Regions from separate parts of the Sus scrofa genome. Here region 1 is linked to region 2. The links are chromatin contacts, called in public promoter capture Hi-C maps. All regions are on one chromosome and are shown on one strand. The core of a region is the stretch at or near the end of the contact, and the rest is flanking DNA. Distances in the headings are between cores, read along the strand shown. Region 1 holds the start of KDM4B (lysine-specific demethylase 4B). Region 2 holds the start of SAFB (scaffold attachment factor B1).

Region 1 (4,473 bases), core at 534-3,033, 560 kb after region 2:
GGTGCCCCCGGCACGAATGGGGAGCATCATGATTTGCCCAGCATCCAATCAGAAACACAGAAAGAGGGCCGGCGAGTTTCAGAAACCCTCCACTCAGATCAGCACAAGTTGACTCCAGACTTTCACATTCCGTCCTTTGGGGTTCCAAAAAACAAACTAACTGCAAAGACAGAGCGGCTGCCCACTGTTCTTGCAAGGGTGGAGAGAGAAGGCTGACCCATGAGTTGATAAGCTATCCTGATGCCTCAGAAGGAAGCTATTATTTGAGAATTAGGGGAGTCATCAGCTCTTGCGACAAGGAAAGCCCACAGAAGTCATGTAAAGAGACCGTTTCAGGGGCTTTCTCCAGCCTGGGGACAGCGGGATAAATGGCTGTCGAGGCAGAGGAGGGGGCAGGCATTCTCAGACCCTAAGACATTGCTGGCACCCAGTTTGACCCAAAGGAGCTGGCTGAATAAATGCCTTTGATAGAAACACATGGGGAAAAAAGGACACACTCTTCACACATTACAGGATGGGATCACTGGGCTCCACTGAACAGAACAACCTTCTCAATAGTTTCATAACTCGGGAAACAGTTCCCCAGGTGCACCTGAATTATTAAAACAAAAGCATCCTCCCCCGACCAAGCAGATGGGACACACCAAGGCACAGTCCATGTCTCCCCTGCCCCCAGGGGAAAGAAAATCCTCTGTAAAACCTTTCCATGTGGCCCCACGGAGGTGCATCCCATTCTGCCTGGTGTCATCGCGCCCACTGGGTGGAGACCCAGGCCCCAGCAGATCTGGAGTAGGTTCCTTTCAGAATGAATCCGTCCCCCAGCTCCCACGAGGCTGGATGGGACAGCCCAAGGGGTCTCCGCGGGAGGGACTCTACGATTTATTTCTACAGAGAAGGGGGGCTTCGAGATGGCTTTCGGGCCGGCAGGGTGAGGCACTGAGGGCACGCGTCTGTAAGCTGCTATATGCATAGCAACTGGATACATTAAAAAAAAAAAAAATCCAGGTTGCATGCTTATTTAGGGGGGCTCAGGAAAATGGGGGACGAGTTTGGAAGCCGCGATGGAACGGCGGGTTGATTCGGGGAGATGGGTGGGATGCAATGATGGACATTTCGGGGGGGCACCACTGGGAAGCGCCTCATTAACCCCACCGGTGCCCAAAGGGCTGGAAATGCAGGCGGGCTTCACCCAGGGCCTGGGATTTCTTTCTTTCTCTTTATTATTATTTTTTAAATCATTAGGATTGTTGTGAATAATAGAAGGGGAGGGCCCTGCCAGGCAGGGCCAGCCGGGCCGGGCCACCCACGCTGTCATCTTTTGTGCGGGGCCGACGGGGACGCCCTGGCCCAGCCCCCGCGCGCCCCTGGCCCGGGCAGGGCGCCCCCGCCTCCCGCCCCCGGCCCCGCCATTGTCCAGCCGCACCGCCCCCGCCCGAGGTCCGGCGGGCGCCCGGGGCCAAGCGGTTAACGCCCCCAACCGCCTCGCGGGCCGGGACAAAGCGCGGCGGCTGCGGCCCGAGCAGGCCGCGCCCGAGGCCTGGGCCTCGAGTCCCGGGCGCCCGCCCGCCCGCAGCCCCGGGCGCGGCGCGGGGACGGCGGCGGCCGCAGCGGGGCCCGCGCTCGGACGCGGCGGCCGCCTCCCCGCGGGCTCACCTGAGGCGGCGCGCGCGGCCCGGTCCGGAGCAGCGGCGCGCGCTCCCCCGCCCTCGGCGTCGCACCCCCAGGCCCGCTCGGGCCGGGCCCCGCTCGGTCGCTGGCGGCCGAGCCCTCCGTGAGCGCCCCGGGTGGGGCTTATAGGGCTGCGTTCCAGCTCCGCCCCGGCTGCCATTGGCCCCCGAGCCCACGCCCGCACGCCCATTGGCTGACGCTGACAGCTCCGCCCCTCCCCTCCACCGGGCCCATCAACACCTCACGGCCCGCCCCCCGCGCGCCTCTATTGGGCGGGCGCAGGCGCCGGTCTCGCCTCGCCATTGGCCTGCCGGCCGGGACACGCCGGCGCCCACCCACGTGCCCGCTGACCGGCTCGGTTCTCATTGCAGGCTGAGCACGCCAGGCAAGAGGCCGCGACCAACGCGACGGCCCTAGGCCTCGGATTGACAAGGACGCCTAGGGGACCGCCCAACGACCGCACGGGGGCAAGAGAATATTGGCTTACTGGATCAGCCCCAAGAGCGGACTGGCTGGGGCGAGTGCCAATCACGGCCCGGGCCCCGCCTTGGTTATCAGGCTGCAGCTGAGTACGTGAGACCCAGCACAACATCAGCACCCCGCCTGGGAGTCGTAGCGGTGGGTTCGAGACCCGGAGCCGGAAATTGGGAGCCGCGTTCTCCACTTCGCAAAGTCCGGAGTTAGGAAACATAGCACGAACAAAACTCAATTTGTAAAGGAGGAGAACTGGAGAAATAAAAGTCAAGCAGGAAGCGCCCCTGTCTCTCCTTTCCTCCAGACCCTTCAAAAAAAAGTTCATTTCCATCACAAACAATACAACTTTGCAAAGGCGCAAGGCCTCCCTGCTAAAATTAGGTGACGTCCCCTAAAAATGAGGTAACCTTCCCTAAAACGTGAAGGACGAGAGGAGTTCGCTGCTTCCTGACCAGTTCAAAGCTCAGCTGGGCCCAGGTGCCTCACTGGTTGGCCTCGAGCAAAGTAACCTCACTGGGCTTGTTTTCTCCGGTGAAAAGGATATGATGGTGATACACCCCCTCACGGTCTGCTCCTATCCTGGGAAGTTTGCACGAGTTAAGTGAAAACAGGCACGTAAAATTTGACCATGTCACTTCACAAAGTGAGCATTTAGCTAAGGTGTATCATTAACATCGTTTCGGTGATTAATTGCGGTCAGGCAGTAGAGTGGGTACACTCACATTTCGCTGGCAGGAGTGTAAAACAGGCAACTGATTTATAAGGCGGTAAGTGTAACTACATTCTATTCCTGAAGGTCATGTACCCTGAGAAAGTCTCCCAAGCTCACAGCTTGCCAGTTCAAGGATGATGTTGCAGCACTGTACCTAATTGTTCCCAGTATTTTGCTCTAAATATCTCTCTCTAGGAAATAAGCAGCCTGTGGCACTGGGTACTTTAGAATACTTTTAACTTTATAGCAATTAAAAACAGATTGGAGTTCCCCTGTGGCTCAGTGGGTTAAGGACCTGGGGTTGTCACTGCAGCAGCTTGGGTCGCAGCCCAGGAACTTCCACATGCCACCAGTACAGCCAAAAAAATTAAAATTAAAAAAAGAATAAAAAAGAAGTAGATCTACAGGTACAGTCAGAGAATGATGTCTACAAGCCATGGAGAGCTGCAGAATGGTCCAAATTTCTGAACAGAACATTATGGAAATGAACCTTCAGCAAATAATGCTGTGTGGTTTCTAAGGGCACATACCTGTGGCCCCTCGCAAAACAAGGCCACCCCTAAACTGAGAAAACTAAATCTTTGGGGAGAGGAGGGATCTGCATTGGTAAAAAGGGTAATTGGTAAGGACTTCCATCTGTTCTAGTGTGTTATACATTCTCATGGGGCCATATTTGGATATTCCTCATGCAGTTAAAATTTAACTTAAAAAATAGGAAGTAGTAACTGCTCCCATGGAACACCCTGAACTGCGGGGGGGCAGGGGGGAACTGACATGTAATTTGGTAGCAGTAATACAGTGTCAAAGTGCAATCAAGGGGGAGTCCCATCGTGGCTCAATGGAAACGAATCCCACTAGTATCTATGAGGACAAGGGTTCGATCCCTGGCCTTGATCGGTAGGTTAAGGATCCAGCATTGCCGTGAGCTGTGGTATATAGCTCACAGACCCAACTTGGATCCTGCGTAGCTGTGGCTGTGGCATAGGCCCGTGGCTATAGTTCTGATTCAACCCCTAGCCTGGAAACTTCCATACGCCGTGGGTGCAGCCTTAAAAAGCAAAAAAGAGAAAAAAGGGCAATCATGGGAGTTCTCGTTGTGGCTCAGAGGTAACGAACCTGACTAGTGTCCATGAGGACTTGGGTTCAATCCTTGGCCTCGCTCAGTGGGTTAGGTATCCAGCATTACTGATATGGAACCCTAGCCTGGGAATTCCTTCCATATGCCACAGGTGTGGCCCTAAAAAAAGACCAAAAAAAAAAAAAAAAATGCCGTCATGAAGGGATCCCCCTACCTCAAAACCTTTCTTTTTCTACTTCCTAGTTTGTCCTATAACACAGTGAATTCCAGTTGATTGGATTCAATAGGCTCTGGACTTTTTTGGCCACACCCACAGCACGTAGAAATTCCCAGGCCAGGAACCAAAACATTCCTCGGCAGCAACTCAAGACACTGCAGTGACAACACCAGATCCATAACCCACAGGGAAGCTCCTAGACCCTGGAGTTTCTTTAAATTTTTATTAATTTATTTTCTTTTTAGGGCCACACCTGCGGCATATGGAAGCTCCTGGGCTGGAACTTCAAATCGGAGCTGCAGCTGCCATCCTGCACCACAGCCA
Region 2 (4,426 bases), core at 199-2,698:
CAACATTTACTTAAACTCACTGCTCTTCACACGCATCCCTCAGAACCCCTCAAGACAGGGGTTAGAACCACCCTCTGCCGCTTGCCAATATCAAACGGTGGCACAGAAAGAAAAGTGACTTGTAACAGCGATCCTACTACCTCTGAGTGTTTACATGTGCTAGGCAACACGCCAAGCCTGTTTCATGCCATCTTACTTAATCCTAGCACGGAAGAACTATTACTTTCCTCTTCGAACACAAAAAGAAACAGGATCGAGAAGGGGTAGTAAATGTCTTCCATGCCCAAGATCAGGCCCCTGGGCCTGGCAGGGGCCTGATCTCTCCCCAACCCTCTATGTTCTATCTCGCGATTGCTAACTGCACTTCCCTTTGCATGCTGTGTCCCCGAGTCCGTGCTGGAAGGTCCCTAAGCCGTTTTTTCTCTCTCTTGGAAGATTTTTTTCGGAACGATTACTTTAACAGTTCATTCAAGGCTTCTAGGCCATAACGGATCAAGGAGCATCTATCTTCCCAAAGGAGAACCGCGCGGCCCGCACGGGCTCAGGGAATCAGACGGCTTGGGTTCAAATCCCCACCTCCCCACTCGGGTCGAATGACCTTGGCCCAGTCCCCACGCCGCGGAGGAAATGAGGATTTCAAGGTTCCGCGTCCACTTTCGCAGACTGGGATGAAACCAACCAAAAAAAAAATCCCTAAAAAACAGTGAATGATGCGGAAAACACAGGCCTTAGCCGATGTCACCCGTCACCCCAAACTTCCCCCGTTCGCTTCCCCAGTCTCGCCCCGATGCGACTCTAGACTTCGAACCTGGAGCTCCCGCCGGAGCCAGAGAGAAGCCGGGAGAAGCGCTGAGCGCCAGGCCCAAAGCAGGCCGCAGACAGGGCCGGGGGCGGACCCCGAGGCCAGGACGCCACCGTCGTGGCTGCCGGGGTCCCCCAACCCACTTCCTGCCCACCCCCAAGGCCCCGGCTCCACCTTTTTGAGCCGCTCCATCAAAACGCTCTTGTTGCCGCTCGAGTCCAGATTCCGTTTCCTCAGCTCCGCCCGCAGATCAATCACCCGCAGGTCGCTGAGGCGCCGCGTCCCGGTCTCCGACGAGGCGGAACTCAGAGCGGCTGCGCCCGCCGCACTCGAATCGCCTAGGCCTGACAGAGCCTCCGCCATTCCAGGGACCCTGGCTCCGCCGCCCACTTCACACAGAACCGGGCAGGATTTATCTCGGCTTCTAGCACAAAATGGCGCCGCCTGCGAGGGAACCGCTCCAGCCGCCCCGGCGCGCCTCGCTCCTGCGCAGGCGCACCCGGCGCGGGTTCGACGCTCCCGGTCGCGTCTGCCCATGCGTGGTGAGAGACTTGGGGAACTGCGCGCAGGCGTGTTGCGTTTTGCTGGCCTCCCGCCGCGATCAGCCGGCACACATGCGTACTGCAGTTACGGCGCCTGCGCGTTGTGCCGGGTCACGTGCGTTTGGTCGACGCGCTAGCGTGCTTGCTGCTAAGAATCCCGGTAGGGGCCGCACGCATGCGCTGCCGGAAAAACTGGGCGGGAGGAAGCGAGTGCGTTTTCCTCGCCGGCGGCGCCATTTTGTGTTCAGAGCCGCTACTGCCGCCGGCGGTGTGAGGAGTAGGTGGCGGAGACGGGGTGCCCGGGATGGCGGAGTCTCCGGCAGGGTCCGGTGACTCGGGTTCTGGCACGGCCAGTGTCGTCTCGGGCGCTTCAGAAGCCGGGACGCGGCGGCTCAGCGATCTGCGGGTGATCGATCTGCGGGCGGAGCTGAAGAAGCGGAACCTGGACACGGGTGGCAACAAGAGCGTCCTGATGGAGCGACTCAAGAAGGTGAGGCAACCAGGGGCCCTGGGGTGGCGCAGGAAGCTGGGGCACGCCCCCGAGCGGGCCTGTCACCGTGACTCCCGGGCCCGGGGCGCCTCCGGCCCGCTTCTCGTGGCCGAACCCAGCCCGAGCTGTCAGGGACCGCGGGGATCCGGCTGTGTGACCTTGGCTCGTCACCGCTTCTCTCTGTGTCTTACCTCCTCCTTTTTTTCTAGTTAGTCGTTTCAAGAGCGCTGAAAGCCCACTATAGCTGCAGGGTGGCTTCTAGACTGCACCCGGGGTTTGGGTTGGAGACTGTTTGTGTGACCTTGGACAAGTGCTTTCCGTTACTTGCTCTTGTTTCTTGTCTTGGAGATCCAAGAGAGAAAGATCCTTTGAGGTTTTCTGTCTTGGAGAGGTTTTCTTTCTTGGAGATCCAAGACTGAAGATCCTTTGAGATTTCTCGGGGTGGAGGGTGCTTTGCTGGGTCCTGCCCCAGGACCTTTGTTCCTCCCTTGCTTTTCCCCCGGACTGCTCCTCTCCCAGGTCAACAACTGTCTGGCGCCTTGTCATTTTGGGGTCTGAGATGTCGAGTCGCCGACCAGCCTCCCTAAGTTCTGCTGCACTTCCCTGACTCCATATCGCACCATCCTGTGTTTATTGCTCCCACCTCAGGGGCACTTGACACAAACTGGGGCGGGGCGTTGTCATTTCCCAAGTCAGAACTAGCTTCTTGAGGATCAGGACCTTGTGAGTTCCCTGGGTTCGCCGCGCCTCCCCAGGCCCAGAAGGCACTGGGATACTTGTTGAGTGGAACCACTAACCTCTCCTCTACCCAGGTTGATGGGTGTTTTTCTACCTCAGGTCAAAGATGGCTGGGTTGACCAGCTCCTCAGCCCTTTGCCCCTGCCGCCTTTCTGCCTGTTACTTTGTTGACTTAGAGCAGAGGCATTTTGGAGGTTAGGGGTCATTTTGGAACTTGTCATTGACCCTGTTTCTGAACTGTCTGTCTTTTGGGTGAGGAGCCCAGAAAGAACTAGGGGGTACTGGGATCATCCTGTGCCTTTGGGGTTTGCAGCCCAGATAGCAGAACCAGACTTGTTTTTTGCAAGGAAAGGTTCACCTTTGTTCACAGGGAAGTCATTGCTTAAAAGAGAACAGTACATGCCCTGCAGTTTTTAGTAATGTTAAAATCTGTCTCTTCCTAATAGGCTGTGAAGGAAGAAGGGCAGGGGCCTGATGAAATTGGCATCGCCTTGGAAGCCACAAGCAAGAAGACAACAAAGAGATGCCTTAAAGGTATCCACTTGTACTTGTTGCTGCTTGGGGCCTCTGCCTTCAGAGCACTAATGTAGAGAACTGGTTTTTTAGCAGTCTTCCTGCTCCCCAGGTCAGAAAAGCTCCTTTGGACCTCGTTTTCCTCCATTTAGCTTACTTTTCTACTACCTAACATGTGGTTCCATCAGAGTGCTGAGAGAAATAGAGCTCTGTAGGTGCCAAGTTAAATTAAAATACATACTAGGAACATCTCAGCTCTTGTCACTGCGATTAAAAAAGAGCTAGAGTAAGGCACACTCTTAAAGCTGCCCCAACTGGTCTCCTTGGCTTCCTTCCTGGTTCAAAAAATAGGTCTCAAATCAAGGAAAATGACACCAACCTGAGACCAAATAGAACCCAACTTCTCTAGAGTCCAAAATAGATTGTTGGATTATTTGCACCTAGGCTATATTTTACCAGCGTGATTTTTTTTTTTTTTAATTCACATGCTGTAAAACTCACCAGTTTAAAGTGTATAATGCCGTGGTTTTTAGTATTTACATGGCTACGCAACCGTCACCACTAGATTGACATCATTTCCGTTATCCCAAGAAGAGCCCCCTGTGCTCGTTCTCATCTCCCTCTCCCCCAAGCCCCTGGCAATATGTAGTCAAGGTTCTGTCTCTGAGAATTTGCCTATTCTGGTCATTTCATATAAGTGGAATCATGTAACATGTGGCTTTTGTGTGTGGCTTCTTTTACAGAGCATTGCTTTTAAAGTTTATCTATAATATAACGCGTATCAGTACTTCATTCCTTTTTATGGCTGAGTTCAGTTATTTTTGGAAGTATTTAATTTCATAAAACTTAGGAACCTCATTAGATGTTGTCCTCATTATCAAAATTTACTGTGATAAGGATAGTATAATTTGAAACTTCTATATGATGGACTTGTTCTCTTGAAAGGTGCTACAAAAAAATTCTCAAAGCTGTATGTGTCCATTCATCTTAAGAAGTGCTGAGTTCAGGAGTTTGCATTGTGTCTCAGTAGGTTAAGGACGCAGTGTTGTCTCTGTGAGGAGGTGAGTTTGATCCCTGGCCTCACTCAGTGGCTTAAGGATCTAGCATTGCCTCAACCTGCGACATAGGTTGCAGATGCAGTTCGGATCCATTGTTGAAGTGGCTGTGCCATAGGGCGGCAGTTGCAGCTCCAGTTCAACCTCAGAGATATAACTGCCAGCCTGCACCACAGCCACAGCAACACAAGATCTGAGCCTCGTCTGTGATCTACACCACAGCTCACAGCAATGCCGAGTCTTTAACCCACTGAGCGAGGCCAGGGATCAAACCTGTGTCCTCATG

What was found. Promoter capture Hi-C pulls out the DNA fragments that hold promoters and counts their contacts.
Region 1: a contact with region 2 is called in a promoter capture Hi-C map of fetal liver, with 2.7 times the contacts expected there. The contact joins the promoter of KDM4B here to the promoter of SAFB in region 2. A contact is called at or near these places in 2 of 5 promoter capture datasets (fetal liver and liver) and 2 of 47 Hi-C or Micro-C datasets (heart right ventricle and liver).

The regions. Positions count from the first base shown.
Region 1 is chr2:73,888,098-73,892,570 of Sscrofa11.1, forward strand. KDM4B (lysine-specific demethylase 4B) reads right to left here and starts at 1,784. Exons shown (of 23, transcript XM_021084033.1): 1 at 1,654-1,784.
Region 2 is chr2:73,333,046-73,337,471 of Sscrofa11.1, forward strand. SAFB (scaffold attachment factor B1) reads right to left here and starts at 1,449. Exons shown (of 21, transcript XM_021084024.1): 1 at 977-1,449. The coding sequence starts at 1,339. SAFB2 (scaffold attachment factor B2) reads left to right here and starts at 1,497. Exons shown (of 18, transcript XR_002341685.1): 1 at 1,497-1,834; 2 at 3,019-3,106.